Linked DNA regions of Mus musculus: all the other regions are linked to region 1. Evidence: chromatin contacts called from public HiChIP or PLAC-seq data. All regions are on one chromosome and are shown on one strand. The core of a region is the stretch at or near the end of the contact, and the rest is flanking DNA. Distances in the headings are between cores, read along the strand shown. Region 1 holds the start of Srek1 (splicing regulatory glutamine/lysine-rich protein 1). Region 2 has its middle 58 kb from the start of Erbin. Region 3 has its middle 36 kb from the start of Erbin.

Region 1 (5,110 bases), core at 1,050-3,549:
TGAACAGAAGTTCTTGCCTTTCTTTATTTTGCACTGATAATATTTTAAAAATGCATTATAGATCCAGGAGGTGGTGGTGCACTCCTTTAATCCCAGCACTTGGGAGGCAGAGGCAGGCGGATTTCTGAGTTTGAGGCCAGCCTGGTCTACATAGTGAGTTCCAGGACAGCCAGGGCTACACAGAGAAACCCTGTTTCGTTATTTTTTTTAATTATTTATTTACTTTATATAGGAGTACACTGTAGCTGTCTTCAGGCACACCAGAAGAAGGCATCAGATCCCATTACCGATGGCTGTGAGCCACCATGTGATTGCTGGGAATTGAATTCAGGACCTCTGGAAGAACTGTCAGTGCTCTTAACCGCTGAGCCCTCTCTCCAGCCTGAAACCCTGTTTAAAAAAAAGAAAAACCAAATGAGCAAACAAACAAATAAATAATACATTTAATAATACATACACTTTTAATTCCTCGGGACTTGGGAGAAAAGTGGATCTCTATGAATTCAAGGCCAGTCTGATACACATAGTAACTCCTAGGTCAATAAAGGCTACATAGTGAGAATCTGTCTCACAAAGCACAAAATATGAGAAAGATACATTGTACGTTTAATGTTGTACTCCTTTACAAGGGAGTTAGTTTAAAGTTACATTTAGTGTAGTGTGAGTGGGTAGAGATTAAGAATATAAACAACAGAAACTCAGAGTTTACAAACGTTGCCTTGCTTCCCAATCAGGTGCCAGCCCTTTAACCTACCATTATATTCACCCATCCATCCATCATCCATCTGTCCATCCATTGATCTCCCCAGTGCTGAGATTACAGGTTTATGCCAGTTTCGGGTCTAATGTCTCAACACTGGGCTTTCAAGTAAGCAAGGCAAACATTTACCAATGTAACTACACCCTCATTTCTACTGTTGCTTTAAGACCATCAGAACAAAGGTGAAAAGAGCAACAAAGTCTTTTTGTTTTTGTTTTTCTTCTTTTGTTTTTTTGAGACAGGGTTTCTCTGTGTAGCCCTGGCTGTCCTGAAACTCACTCTGTAGACCAGGCTGGCCTCGAACTCAGAAATCCACCTGCCTCTGCCTCCCAAGTGCTGGGATCAAAGGCTTGCACCACCACCGCCCTGTGGCAACAAAGTCTTAATAATTAGTACATGTGTTGGGGTCTCCCTCCCCCAGCATAGCTGTAGCCATTTCGTTCCATGTCTGCTAGCTACTTCATATGTTGCTGTAGTGTGCCTGCCAGTCATTGACACAGAAAAATAACTTGACTCAGAACAGAGTCATGCTGATCACATACCCTGTTCTGTTCTGTGTGTTATGAGGTTTGTTAATCTTAAGAAATTCCACAACTGTAGGCTTCATGTAGGACCCATCAAATTAAAGGTCAATATAAACTGTCACGTCTAAAATGGCTTGAGTGAGGGCTGACTACCAGGCAGCCCTTCCAGCACCTGCATTGGAGCCCACTGTGGTTTGAGCGGTTTTAACCTTTAGAAGATGGCCATTAAGAAATATCCAGCGCTCAGCTTTTTGAGCTGTTGCCCTGGTCCATCAGGCTTGTGGTGTGAGTTATATAAACCATCCCTGTTTAACTGAGTTTGATGTTTGTGTGCTTTGTAGAGCAACTCCAGGACCCCAATAAGTTTTTATATTGTGGGCCCACAGGAATGGACTTGAACCATGAACTTTGGATATAGCTGCTCTGGTTGAAAATGATTGCGCAGTATTAAGGTGCAAGTTGCATGTAGACAGTTTGTGTCTTTTACCTGCCTTTGTCTAAAAGTATAGATATTAGGGCCCGCTAGTAAATAAATTGCATGTTATAAATTGACAGCAAAGCCTTTCATTCACTCATTTACCCTAACCTCCATAATTGGTGTGAAAATTTCCAAGAATTCTCATAATCAGGGTGCCTGCCAATTTTGAAAATAGGTTAAGCGGGGTTGCAGCCTGTATTTAATAATGAAGCTATTGTTTGGTCAGGTATTAATGTATAATGTCCAGATGTCATTGTCCCTTTACCACTGCAGCCCAGGCCTCTGGGTTCCTCCGCCTGATGTGGAGAAAGAGCCGAGCTGCTTAACTGACAGAAGCATCGAGAAGTGATGGAGTTTGTAGGCACAACCTCCGCAACCCTCACTGCAGCAGCAGGTAAACCTCTCTGAAGACCTAGTGACGCCTAGCAACAGTCCCGGCGACCTGACCCCAGGGCTGCGGCCGCCAGGACCCGCGGGGAGCCGCCGCGTTGCCAGGGCGACGCTTCCGGCCGGCGCGCGCAGCCCCCGGAGCAGGAGAGTTGCGCGATGGGCGGCTAGACGTGCCCGGGCGCGGAGGATTAGCTCTCGGGAGCGCGCTCGCGGCCGCGCGCCTCTGCTTCCCAGGCTCCGTCGCTGACGCGTCGTGGACGTTGGGGAGCGGGAAGGCAGCAGCAGCGAGGCCGGGATGAACAGCGGCGGCGGCTTCGGCTTGGGCTTAGGCTTCGGCCTCTTCCCTACGACGGTGATTCAGGTGACGAACCTCTCGTCGGCGGTGACCAGCGAGCAGATGAGGACGCTCTTTTCCTTCCTAGGAGAAATCGAGGAGCTACGGCTCTACCCCCCAGAGTGAGTGCTGGAGCCCGGCGGGGGGAGGGGCGCGCCGCCATCCAGACCTCGGGCGCCGAGGGAGGCACGGGGCGAGCGCGGGCGTCACGTGACGGCGCGCTTCCCTAGGCGGCCATGTTTGATGAGGGCACCCGGCCGGCCGCGGGGCCTCTCCGCGGTGAGGTTTTGTTAATTGAGCTCCACGCGGGGTTCCTGCAGAGGACTTAGGGGTGCCTTCCTCTCTCGAGCCTCCGGGACTGTGGTTGATGCCCGGCCTTCGAGTTGGGTGCCCCGGGCCTTTGGTTTCCCCCGAACTTAAGATGGCCGCAGGTGGGCCGGCGACAGTCCTCATGGCAAATGCCTATAACGTTTCTTTTTTTTTTTTTTTTTTTTGCACTGGGAGAATCGTGGAGAACGCCAGCAACGCCAACGCCCGGACCTCTAGGTCTTAATGTCAGGCTGCTAGCGCTGCTGAGGGAGCGAGCGGATGACAACATGGAATCGGGGCTGTTTTTGTTCTCCGGGGTGATCTTAGACATTTACCATCGTTTTGGTTTTTCTAACCGAGCCCATATTCACGATCTTAAAGATCACGTCAATCTCTCCTTTTGGCAACAGCCTGAATTTTCCTTCTCCAAGAAGGTCACGCTGGCTCAGACGTTTCAAAAAGTATAAATCGGTGCAGAATTATCACTACTGTGTACATGTGTTTAAAATCCAGCGCTCGCTTCTTAGGCAGTGTACTTGAAGTGGTAAATTTCCCTTATGCAGTATTCACTAATCGGATAACTTGTAATGGTTTTACCGTTCGTAACATTCTCACACTCATAAACTTTAAGAAAATACTAAGGGCCACGGTATTTTGTTCTTTATGCTAAAATTATTTGAAGGAAAAGTTGTCCACGATTTTTTTGGGAAAAGATTTTGGCTTATTTCATAGTCATGCACACAGAACAATATATCTCTCTACTCTCTGTAAGTAGCAGAATGGCTACAAATTGATTTCTTACGGATGTGACTATTTAATGTTATGCATTCAAAAAAGTTGAAATAAAACAGTGACTGCCTATCAGTATTCTTTTCACTTGGTGCAGGTGATTATTAAATTTTCATTTATTCTAGCTGGGCGCGTTGCCAGGCGCCTTAATCCCAGCACTCTAGAAGGCAGAGCCAGGGATCTCTTGAGTTCAAGCCCACCCTGGTGGCCAGTGCTTTCTGGGTGAGAGAAACTGTCTCAAAAAACAAAACAAAAGATAAGAAAAGAGGAAGATATTCAATGTTTTAATAGTGCTCCCCTCCCCCTTTTATCTTGTATGTGTTCGGAGAATACCATGATACTTGGTTATCTCCAGTCTAGAAAAGGCCCCTTCCTCACTTAAGAATCTAATGATGTTGACATTTTGTGATGCAGGTTAGAAGAATGACAGATAGTCTGAGATTCAAGCACAATATGTTTTCGACAAGAATCCTGCATAAGTGCATGAACATAAGGTCTGCTGTAACCATGGCACTAACATTTGTAGTATCTCTTAACATTTAAAGATGCTTTCAGCCATCAGCTTACGTTCTCGGGTTCGTAGGAGGGAGGGCTGTATCAAGCCAGTCAGTAAAATGTTCTGCCCATGAACTCTTGTAAATTAACTTTGGGGCATTAGAGGGTCTGAAGAAATATATTAGAGAATGTTCTTCACTCCCAATGGAATGCCGTTTGAATGAGGGTAACACACTGCCGGGTATTAACTGGCATTTGGGAAGGTGCATCTTAAAGAGCCTCCCTTGTCTTCTTCAGGGATGGTCTTGAATAAACCCAATTTCCTCCCTGCATGAAAAAAAAATTATTATTTGGGGTTTAAGGATCAAAGGGGTTAAAAAGCTCTGTTGTTTAAAATAGTATGTCACAATTATTCCTTTGGCAATAATTGTTGCCAGACAAAAACTCAACTCTTCCCTAGTTTTCCTAAGTTTAGGAGTAGAGCCTCACTCTGATTTTGTAGTGATAAACTTTATTAGCAGGTTTTCCTCTCCGTAGTGCAGTTATGCTAGCTGGTCCTTAAAGATATACTTGTAGTTTGGGGCTGAAGTATATATAAAAATTCAGTCAGTAGTACTTTTGTCAAAGATAATGATAGTTGTTTTAATTATCATATAAACATTGCTTTGTGATTACTTTTTAGAAGTCGAACAGTTGTTTGATTTAAAATTAGAGATACATTTCTTTAGTGAAATGTGAAAATAGGTCCCATCAGGTATCTTCCTTTTTTGCTCTTCACTTTATTTTTTGAGCGTCTTTCTCTGATCTGAAGTGCCAGCAGACCGGCTTAGCACTCACTGGGGATCTACCTGGAGTGCTGGTGTCTCAGCCACATACTATACCCTGCTTTTATGTGAGTGCCAGGATCCTACAGATCAGGGAGGGGGGGGGTTCATTTTAATTTTTAAACATTAAACATTAATGTAAACTGGCCAGTAATATGGGTCCAGGCTGATAACACGAGTTCAGTCCTAGAACCCACTGTGAAAGCA
Region 2 (5,110 bases), core at 1,033-3,532, 200 kb before region 1:
AATGAAGCAGGACGAACACTTCATTCTTGGACTTTGGCTTGGTGGCACCTTCTCACACTCCGGCAGGACAGTTCCATGAACTGAGACCAGGCGTTTACCAGCGGGTTCCTGAGCAGCTTTCCTGCTTTTGTGAGTTGTCTATATTCACTTCCTGCAGAGAGACTGTTTTATTAATAGCCTCAGACAGTCTAAAGCAACACACTTCTTTGACCCATCACTGTTTTTTTTTTTTATCTTTGGAAAGACCCAATGTGTTACTTAATTAAGAATAATTTACTCCTGGCTGTGGAGTTGTCAATGTGAATTTATTTTTGCTCAAATTCTATAGGGCCTGGCTACTATGAACCCTCCCCCCAAATCAAGTTTTTCAAACATTTACTTATTCATCATGTCTGAAGAATGGGGAGCCATCAAAATAGGATACAAACGTTCTCTGAGCATAATTTTACCCCAGCGACTACATACTCTTGAAACATTGTAGCTGGTCTTGCTATTTTGTGGGTTCTTTTTTCCCTACCCCTCCTCACCCTAGTTTTACTCCCTATCACCAGATAGGAGAGAAAGGATTGAAGGGGAAGAGAAAGAGGAAGAAGGAGAAGAGGGAAAGCAAGAGCTAGAGAGAGAGAGAGAGATGCGGGGGTGGGGAGAGAGAGAGAGGGAGACAGAGAGAGAGAGAGAGAGAGAGAGAGAGAGAGAGAGAGAGAGAGAGAGAAGAATGTGAATCCCTGAATTTAATTTCTTTTCTCTTGTTCCTTCTTTGAGTATGACTACTAACAAAAAGCAACCAACCGTCCTGCCCCCGAAAGACCAACAATCACCAACCCCACTGGAGGTCCTAGCATTTATTACTCTAAAAAGTTCCCAGAACGCCAAATGTCACACAGTCTTAGAAACTATCTGCAGCTGGCAAAACCACGCCTCTGCTAGAGCACGAGGCAAATCATAGTCAGCTGCTGCAGACAGTCCGAAGCAGCCTCCACATCCTGGGATTAAAATGAGAGCACATTCTTATAATATTTTGTATTTTTTAAAGAAAATAATATTTTTTAGGGAGGGGAGAGTTGGTGATTCATTTTGAAATAGGACCCAGGTCTCTTTTATTCTGTAGGACATCCATTTGAAAAACATAGGATTTCCTAACATCAAATAGAGAATTAATTTCTTCTAGAGAATTTACAATTCATATTTGGCTCAAATAAATTTGAAGTGGAATAGTTACTCACTCTTAACAGGCCTTCAGATGTGATGAGAAAAGAGGTGGTGGTGGGGGCAGGGGTGTCAAGCATGACACTGTTCATTCAGTAATTAAAGAACTCTTTTTTGTTTTTTTTTCTCCCCAGTTTATTCCATGGTCTTAGTCCTAAGTCAGTATTTCACTTAGTTTTCAATTCGTTTGTTTTTAGATGATTTATTTTGATTTTATGTGCATTGGTGTTTTGCCTGCCTGTATGTCTGTGTGAGAGTGTCAGATCCCCTGGAACTGAAATTACAGACAGTTGTGAGCTACAATATGGGTGCTGGGAATCAAACCCAGGTCTTCTGGAAGAGCAGCCAGTGCTCTTAACTGCTGAGCCATATCTCCAGTCCCTAGTTTCCAATTCTTAGAAATAAACCTCTTGAAGTATTAAGAGCTGAGTCCTTCTTTCATTAGACCCTTAGCATCTTTGCAAGTAGATGCTGAGAAACTTGTGGTCTCTGTGTAAACTGACATTTGCAGCTCTACAAGACTGAATTTTGAGCCACAAAATGGTATAAGCTTAAATAGTAAATATATTATGCTACCAAGATTTTCCTTTTGAAGACAGTTTTGCTATGTAGCTCAGGCTGGCCTTGAACTTGTGATCCTCCTGCTTCAGGCTCCCTAGTGCTGGGGCTATAGGCATGCATCACTAAGAAGGCCAGTTGTTCCCGAGGCAGAGCCAGGAGTCTGCTGCAACCAGTCTGGACAGGCTGGTGAAAGCTGATTAGTAAACCTTCAGGAATGTTGTGAGCACACTGAAGGCTTTGCTAACTTGACATCAGCCACGGTGGCAGTATTACAGACATGAGAGCCATGCTGTAAATCAGGCTCTTCACCCCCTCCCCTCAGCCCCAAAGTCTTCCCATCCCTCAACCCAAAGATCAGCAGCTTGTGTCTCCTCGTGCCTGGAAAGTGGCAGCCCTAGCAGCCTTCCTCCTCCATTCAGGCGTGTGTGAGACCAGGGATACCAGTGTTCAGAGCTCAGCTTTCATCTCTGAAGGTCAGAAGTTCTCTTTAGGGTGTCAGCTGCTGCTTGGCAAAGGCAGGTTGATATGGAACATTAGAATACCCTAAGGTCTGAGGCAAGGAGTGACTCACTGTCCCAGTCAGCAGGGGACACTCATTTCTCCACATGACAGGATTTTCCTTCCGGTATCAACAATCACAGGGACTATGTTTGAAGGTTTTGTTGTTACCAGACAGTAGGAGGAGGAGGAGTGTGAGGAAAAGAAAAGAAGGGAGCGAGGAAGAGCAAGAGGCTGAGAAATCAGGGCTCAGACCCTTGAGATACCTGAAGAATGTCCTCCACTAGAAAGAGGTCATTCATTACTTGCTTAATGCGTTGTAGAAATCCTGCCTTCCCTGCATGCCAGCCAGGCCAGACCTGTTCTAACTGGTAGATTTCATCTTGCAGAGAATGTTCTGAAAAGCGTGTTTGTTTATTCCATTCGTTTGCCAGAGACTTACAGGGCCTCTGCTTGGTTCGCCTGGATCTAGAATGATGGCTGACTCAGCCTGAGTCATCCAGTTCTTTCACCTTTGTAGGTCAAGTCACAGAAGTGAAATTGAACCCTGGAAAACAATCCAGGTAGCTCTTTCTTCACAGTATCCGTATAAAGTGCTGAGGTTGAACCCAGGGAGATGTGCCCTACCAGAATTCTGCCAAGCCTGAATTCATTCCTGAAAATTTCAAGGAAGAATGGCGTCTTTCTCCGGTATGTAGATGTGGAATTTGGGACCTTTAAAGTGGATAGATACCCCAAACAAATTCTCATTTGTAGCTCATAAAATAATCCCCCTTGGGGCTTTTTAATATCTTACTACTCAGGCCATACCACAGACCAACAGAACAAAAACTGAGATGTGCAACTCAGACATTGGCTGGTTTTAAAAGTTCTCTGGCCGATGTATTTTTTTTTTTTTTTTTGCACTGGTATTTGAGACCCACCGACAAAAAGCAGGACTCCTAGTTTTCTTCCCAGTGTGATTTATTTTATGTTTAGTCACTGTCCCAAATATATTACAATTCTTTCCTTAGTGTCTGTTCCCCCAGTTGTTTCTTCTAGGACTTTAAATAGACAGTGAATCACACATTCAAAACAATAATTCGATTGAAGTAAGCTAACTGACTGACACACCACAGCTAGGATCTTGTTACAACCTTGTTCAATTAAAAAAAAAAATCCCTGTTGATCAGATGGAATACTGGTGAATATACAGAAGGGGGAAAAATCTAAGCATCTTCTTGAAGATAACTTCTTGAAGATAACTTGATAAAAAAAAAAACTTTTTAGAGAGCAATTTGAAGGCATACATTAAGTTTTAATATCCATGTTTTCATGTATCCATCATCTCTACTTTCAATAATTCAGATTAAAAATAACTGGATGGGTTACAAAAATATATATATTATATTAATATCAATATTTTTCTAGATTTTAAATACCTTAACCATGGGGGCCTTGACATGCCTGAAGCTCTCAGAAACTTCCAAATTACATGCTGACACACAGAAGTATCTTCCCCAATGAGTTACTGCCAAGCAAAGGGTCAACTATAATTATATTCATGTTAAACAGTAGCTCCATATTTTTATCCATTAAAAATGTTGTACCCAAACCAACAGTGGTTATACTAAGGAACAAAATAATGGTTCGACAGAGGGGGAAATGTTCCTTCTATAGTTGGGTATTTCAGCTTCCGAATGTACACATCTCAATAACAACACACACAACTTAAATTTGTTAAATTACCTCTTGTCACTTTCTATACAGCAATGTCTAAATTCTTTAGCATTACACCTAATACATGCAGCAATTTGTCCCCAAACGACTTCTGGCCAGGCTTTCAGAAATGTTTGTTATGGTGTTGGGTTTCAACCTCAGCTTCCTTGGTACACTCACCGGAACCCAACTGTTCTCACCCACAGTTGCTGTCCTGTGTTCCACCTGTGGGAATGCCCTTCCTGCCATGACCCCTGCACTTCAGGAAGTACAACTGACTGGCAGCTTCCCTGGGCACTCCACTCTCCCTGAAGGACATTGACATCTTGTAATATCCAATAGGCCAGATAAGACCATCAAAGAATTGAATGACTGCCTTGATGTAAAGTCCAAGGTCCAGTCAAGTTTAGTGTTCTCCTTTATAGTGAGACACCGCCTATCACCCTGGGCCACTGTGAGGACTGAATGAGGTAATTATGAAAAGCGATAGCTCAATGGCAGGCTCACAGTTCACAGGGGATGCTATTATGACAGTATTTTTTTTCCTTTTCCCAGAAATAATTTTTATATCATTTTTATTAACTTTTTATGGAATTATATATGTACAAAGAATATTCTAATTAGTATAATTCCTTTATCTTTTTTATTAGATGTTTTCTTCATTTACATTTTAAATGCTATCCCCTTTCCTAGTTTCCTTTCCAAAAATCCCCTATACTCTTCCCCCTCCCCCTGCTCCCAACCCTGTGTTCTATTCAATAGACGACTGTGAGCATCCACTTCTGTATTTGCCAGGCACTGGCATAGCCTCAGGAGACAGCTTTTATCAGGGTCCTGAATGACAGTGCTTTTATAATTTATTAAGTCAACTCTCTCTCTCTCTCTCTCTCTCTATATATATATATATATATACATACATATATATACACACACACACACACATATACATATATTCCATATATTTTAGTGTTCTTTCCCCAACTCTGTGCAAAGGGGGCTAACACTTGTTCTTTGTGGCAATGAAATTATGAATTACACATACTAGTAACCTTCAAAGGAATAACAAATAACTCAGTTTGGATGTTATGAATCCTAGATGGTAAGAATGAAACAGTAACGTAGAATTAAAATGTGAAAACACCTGCTG
Region 3 (5,110 bases), core at 1,692-4,191, 180 kb before region 1:
CAGACTGCATCCTGTAAGCTAATCACTACATATTATACAACAGATACTCTTTCAGTTCTGTCCCTTTAGAAGACTCTGACTAAAACCTGTGGTGTACTAGAAACCCTTTCCTTCTGAAGCGTCTACAAAGTTCTGGGAGAAAGAGAAACTTCCTAAGCAGCCTGTCATTGTGAGGGACAAATTCTTCCGAGGACGAGCTTCAAGGAAGGCTGAAGGTATTAGGCGAGAGAGGAGGTCATTAAATGCTAACAATTCATTTTTAAAGGAAAAAAAAAGAGAGAAGATTTACTTTTGCCTAGTTTATAACTCATTTAGAGGATGAAGTAGCTTCGGTCAGACTGGGAATTAAAGGGCTGGTAAAGCTCATTTGGTAAAGGGTTTGCTCTGCAAACCAAAGGACCCAAGTTCATGCCTAGAACCACAAAACCAACCAGGTGCAGCAGCACACACTTCTGATCCCAGTAGAGACAGGCAGATCCGTGGGCTCACCAGATCTCCACACCAGCCTACTTGGCCAGTTCCAGGCTAGTGAAAGTCCCTGTCTCAAGAACCAAAGTGAGTGGCATAAGGAATGGCATTAGAGGTACACACACATACACACACATACCACACACATACACACAAACACACACTACACACATACACAACACACACGCATACACACACTACATACATACACACACTACACATACACACAAACAGACTACACACACACAAACATATACTCTACATATACACAAACACTATACACATACACACAAACACACCACACACATACATACAAACATACTACACACTTAGACACAAACACACCACAATTTCACAGACCTTTGTTAAAGCCAGGACACCTGACTGTAGGATGGGGTCAGTCTAGGCCATGAAAATCAAGGTCCTGATTTCCCCAGTCTGGCCTAGGCCTGAAGGTTTACTTGATAATCCAGTCAAAGTAACCCAAGCTTTATTTGTAACAGCTCTAGCAGCCAGGGAGCCTGTCACTTCTGTGACTTCATTCATCACTCAGTCAGTAGGAAATGAGAGCTTACTGGTTCCAGGCCTCTACCCTGTCTTTTACAAGACCTTTAAGCTATCACCTTACCAGGGATGTTAAAGTAAACAAGACACCCTGTTTGTCAGTAGGGAGCTACCAATCTACTAAGGGTGGCAAAAACAATCAGAAAATCAAAATCCACTGTGTAATAAACTCTAATAGGAGTAAGTATGGGGTGCTGTGGGAATAGAGGGCGACCCCTTACTCAGTCTAGAGTAGACAGTTGCAAGAGAACTGTGGGGTTTGCACTGAGATCCGATACTGCGGGTAGCTGATAACGAGGATCTGGTGATACAGAGAACGCTTGGTCTGTTCCAGATGGTGAGTGTGTCGCAGTATATGCAAAGACCAGGAAATACCAGAGCACACAGAAAGAAACTCATTGTTGCTGCAGCTGTGGTGGGGGAAGGGATACTGGAAGAGGTGAAGCTGTAGAAACAGGTGGACAGAGCAGATCGTGAACGTCTATGGGTTGAGAAATTTGGACTTAATCCTGAAGGCAGTGACCATTATATATTAGCAGGAGAAAGGTGAGCTTGGGTTGTGATTTAGAACAACCATTCTAGCTACTGTGTGTAGACTGGATCTCTGAGGACAGACTGAAGGCAAGGAGGGGATTTTGGACTCTTTTGCTATGATGAAGGTGAGACATTAGAGTAGCTTGGACTGTTAATGGCTGTAGTGATGGAGAGAAATGGCTGGAAATCTGTCTAATTGGCAAAATGTGTAAGACTTGGCATTCAGGTGAAGGGATGTTGAACAGGGGTGGGTCAAAGGCGACAGGTGGTACAGGTAGAAAATTAGGTAGGAAACTGCAGATTAGAGAAGGATGTGAGAAGGAAATTAATACAGGGCCCATGAGGTTCTTCTCGTGTAGCTGATAATATGTCAGCCAGCACTCTGGAAAAGAGTTTGGAAAAAGATGTGGGGGCTTCAATCCACTCATATAGACTTGGTGACTGGAGCCACAAGAACAAATCAAAATCTGCTAAGCTGCAGGAGAAAACAACCCAGAAGTTCCTCAGAGGTGAACTGATTTCTTCAAGAAGATCAACTAAAGAAAAATAGAACTATGCTGTGACTAAGATTTATAAGAGGTCTGGAAAGATGGTTTAGATGCAGTTAAGAGCACTCATTCCTCAATTAGAAGGGCCAAAGGTTGGAACCCAGCACCCATATAACAAGCCAAGTATCCCCTAAAGTCTTGTAATTCCATCTTTGAGGGATCTAACACTCTTTTCTGGCCTCGGTGTATGCACATCTATGTGTACCTGTACAAACATGTATGCATGAACACAGAGGTTTAAAAAAGGAAAAAATAAACAAAGCCTTATAATATTCCATACCTGTAGATCCTTGCAAGTAGAAAGTAGAGGTAGGAAGACAAGACATCTGCAGGCATTCTTGAATCCATAGCAAGTTCCAATCAGCCTAGGTTATGTAAGACTCTATTGAAGAAGAGAAGGAAGAGGAGGAGGAGGAGGAGGAGGAGGAGGAGGAGGAGGAGGAGGAGGAAGAAGAAGAAGGAGGAGGAGGAGAAGGAGGAGAAGGAGGAGAAGGAGAAGAAAAAGAAAAAAGGGGGGGAGAATTATTATTGCTATCAGAATTTAACCCCCCCCAAGATGGCTCAAAATTGAAATAAACAACTAGGAGAAGTGTCTGGTGGTGGAAAAAATCTTTGTGATTACTTGAGGGAATTTATGATCATTTCTGTTTCTTCTAAACCGTTGCAAATGCTGGCTTTCTCTCAAGGTGACACTTTTGTACCTCCCTTTGGCCAGAGTGTAGATACTTTCATCAAAAAGTGAAAAGCTGAAGTTAGCTTTGCTTTCCTGGAAGTGCTGTTTTACAGACGTTTGTTTTAGTTTCTTTATGAGAAGGCACTGTGGTTTGAACAAGTACACTCAGAAAGCCCAGTATTAAAGGCTTGGCCCTGGAGGTGCTATTGGGAGGTAGTAGAACCTTTAGGATGGGGGATCTAGAAAGAGGTTTTTGATCCCAGGAGGCATGGCCTTTACAGGGACTGTGGGACATTGGTGTCTTCTCTTTATTTTACTTCCTGCATGCCTTGAGGTAAGCAGCTTTAGGCACGGCGTGCTGCAGCCATGACATACTGCCTTGTCACAGACTCAAGGGCAATTGGACCAATGACTATGGACTGAAACTAAGAAACAGAGCTTTCCTTCCCTCTCAAGTTTACAGTGGGCTGGGGAGATGGCTCAGCATATAAGAACACTGTCTGCTTTTCCAGGAGACAGAAAGAAGATCTATCCCCAGCAACCGCAGGGAAGTTCACAACTGCTCATAGCTTCAGTTCCAGACACTGTGCATGCAGGTGGTACTCAAACATACATGCAGGCAAAGCATCCATATAGATCAAAAACAAGTATATTTTAAATAAACAATAAAGTAATAATCCAACTTAAAAAATGGGCAAAAGAGTCAGATGACATTTCTGGAAAGAAGATACACAAATCGCATGTGAAGTGCTCAACATCACTAACCATCAGGGAAATGCTAATCAGACTCCAGTGTGCTATCACCTCTCTCCAGTTCGAATGGATGGCCGGAGAGCAGAATTTTCCAATATCAAAGCCAGCTTTACTACTGTGCCCTGAATACAAACATACCCTCAACCAAAGGAAACATCCTAGTGCCTTCCTTCCTGGAATTCAATAAGATAATGTTCACAAGCCAAGCTCTAGTAGCATGTTTTCATAAACTATCCTTTTCTATCATTCCTGTCAGTTCAGTCCCCATTTGTAAAGTATGACAATCTTATTTTTCAACACACAATTAAACACTGTTCCTTTCTCCCGAATGTAATTGATTTCAGCGTTCACTCATTCCAGAGCCTGTGCTAACTTCTGGAGCTACAATCATTAGTTTGTGGCAATGTCACTGTTTGCATAAAGTTGAGGATCTTGAATAGGAACCGGGTAGCAAAACACTGCACAGTGAAGCAGGGGACAATGGGAAGAAGCGCCACCGTGTGCGCGGTGGCACAGGGCATGGTCTCTTGACCTGGGCTGAGAGCTTTGGTGAGGCTCCGGAAGATGCCATACCAGAGACAACAGAATAGATGAGACTTAGCTAGGTGATGCCGGGGCTACAAACTGTTCCAGAAAGGTCATAATGAGTCCCAAGAAAGGAAATGCTGGAGTAGAGAATGGGAGAGCACCCAGAGATGACGATGAGTGGCCAGAAGCTACAGAAAGACTCTGTAAGCCATATAAAGAAGTCTTCCCTTCTCCCTGAAGACATGCAAAGGCCTGATTGGCCATGACGTGACCACATTGCTGGCCCAACTGTGGAGGAGATCCTCTTGGGAAAAAATGAGGAGGGGTGGGTAAGATCGTGTTCTTGGACAAGGCTGTGCTTGTGGTCAGCAGAACAAGGGTGCTGGCTTTCATCTGTCATCCTCATGGGAAACCCAGGCAGGAAAGTGTAAGTTTGAAGTCCACCTTAACTACATAGTGAGACCCTGTCTCACAAAGAAAAAAGAAAAAAAAAAGCATATATCTTTCCCCTGGATGTTGATAAAGTCAAGGGTAAAATGATATCATTTTAATTAAGCAATTATTTAGCAAGACACATGGTATGAAGTTTCCACCAAAAGGTAGTACCAAAAGGTAGGACATGGACATTCTGCCTCCCACTAGAGTGCCTACCTCTTTAAGCTTCCTTTCTAGGCAATTATTACCAGCCATAGGTCCCTGACATGAAGTACGTCCCCATTGATGAATGTTGTCTTGATATGTCATGGGCAGCTGTGAAGCTGCCTTCTCTCAGTCCTTATGGCAGTAAAACACAGGGGCACAGACACAATGAGCTGAATGGTTAGCTTTCTGTCCAAGAAGTGCTTCTGGGAGTGAGAAGCGGCAGCAGCCGGGATGGGATGGTAGAGCTGTTGCTGCTTTAATCTGTTGACTAATGTGACCTCAGCAAGCGCCAGCTTTCTCAGTACTACAGCATACAAGGGGCTCAGCAGCGACTGTGGGTAACAGAAGCCATTAGCTGTCTTTCAGATGTGAATGGCGGCCATTGCCATCTGCCATCTTG

Evidence for each region. HiChIP or PLAC-seq counts read pairs in DNA pulled down with a chosen protein or histone mark.
Region 2: an HNF4G HiChIP or PLAC-seq map of pancreatic cancer cells shows a contact between it and region 1. The contact joins the enhancer-like site here to the promoter of Srek1 in region 1. A contact is called at or near these places in 2 of 39 promoter capture datasets (the 3T3-L1 cell line and stem cell-derived epiblast-like cells), 1 of 484 Hi-C or Micro-C datasets (myocytes), 3 of 115 datasets of contacts at active chromatin or transcription factors (the NIH/3T3 cell line, embryonic forebrain and pancreatic cancer cells) and 2 of 9 other capture datasets (adipose tissue and liver).
Region 3: an H3K4me3 HiChIP or PLAC-seq map of the 230-238 cell line shows a contact between it and region 1, with 2.5 times the contacts expected there. The contact joins the enhancer-like site here to the promoter of Srek1 in region 1. A contact is called at or near these places in 2 of 39 promoter capture datasets (the 3T3-L1 cell line and embryonic stem cells), 1 of 484 Hi-C or Micro-C datasets (nephron progenitors), 3 of 115 datasets of contacts at active chromatin or transcription factors (the 230-238 cell line, bone marrow-derived macrophages and embryonic forebrain) and 2 of 9 other capture datasets (adipose tissue and liver).

The regions. Positions count from the first base shown.
Region 1 is chr13:103,771,797-103,776,906 of GRCm38.p6, reverse strand. It overlaps Srek1 (splicing regulatory glutamine/lysine-rich protein 1), which reads left to right and starts at 2,299. Exons shown (of 12, transcript NM_001361085.1): 1 at 2,299-2,608. The coding sequence starts at 2,448. It overlaps Gm52054 (a long non-coding RNA gene), which reads right to left and starts at 2,290. Exons shown (of 4, transcript XR_003950659.1): 1 at 1,871-2,290; 2 at 1-390.
Region 2 is chr13:103,975,608-103,980,717 of GRCm38.p6, reverse strand. No RefSeq gene overlaps it. Among named protein-coding and RNA genes, the nearest start is that of Erbin, 58 kb to the right of the region's middle. Within about 2 kb of position 2,282, at least 136 of the 459 cell types and tissues checked have an H3K27ac peak or open chromatin away from gene starts, as enhancers often do. A contact at or near this core is called in the NIH/3T3 cell line, adipose tissue, myocytes and 1 more, where this site is marked.
Region 3 is chr13:103,953,667-103,958,776 of GRCm38.p6, reverse strand. No RefSeq gene overlaps it. Among named protein-coding and RNA genes, the nearest start is that of Erbin, 36 kb to the right of the region's middle. Within about 2 kb of position 2,941, at least 10 of the 459 cell types and tissues checked have an H3K27ac peak or open chromatin away from gene starts, as enhancers often do. A contact at or near this core is called in the 230-238 cell line, where this site is marked.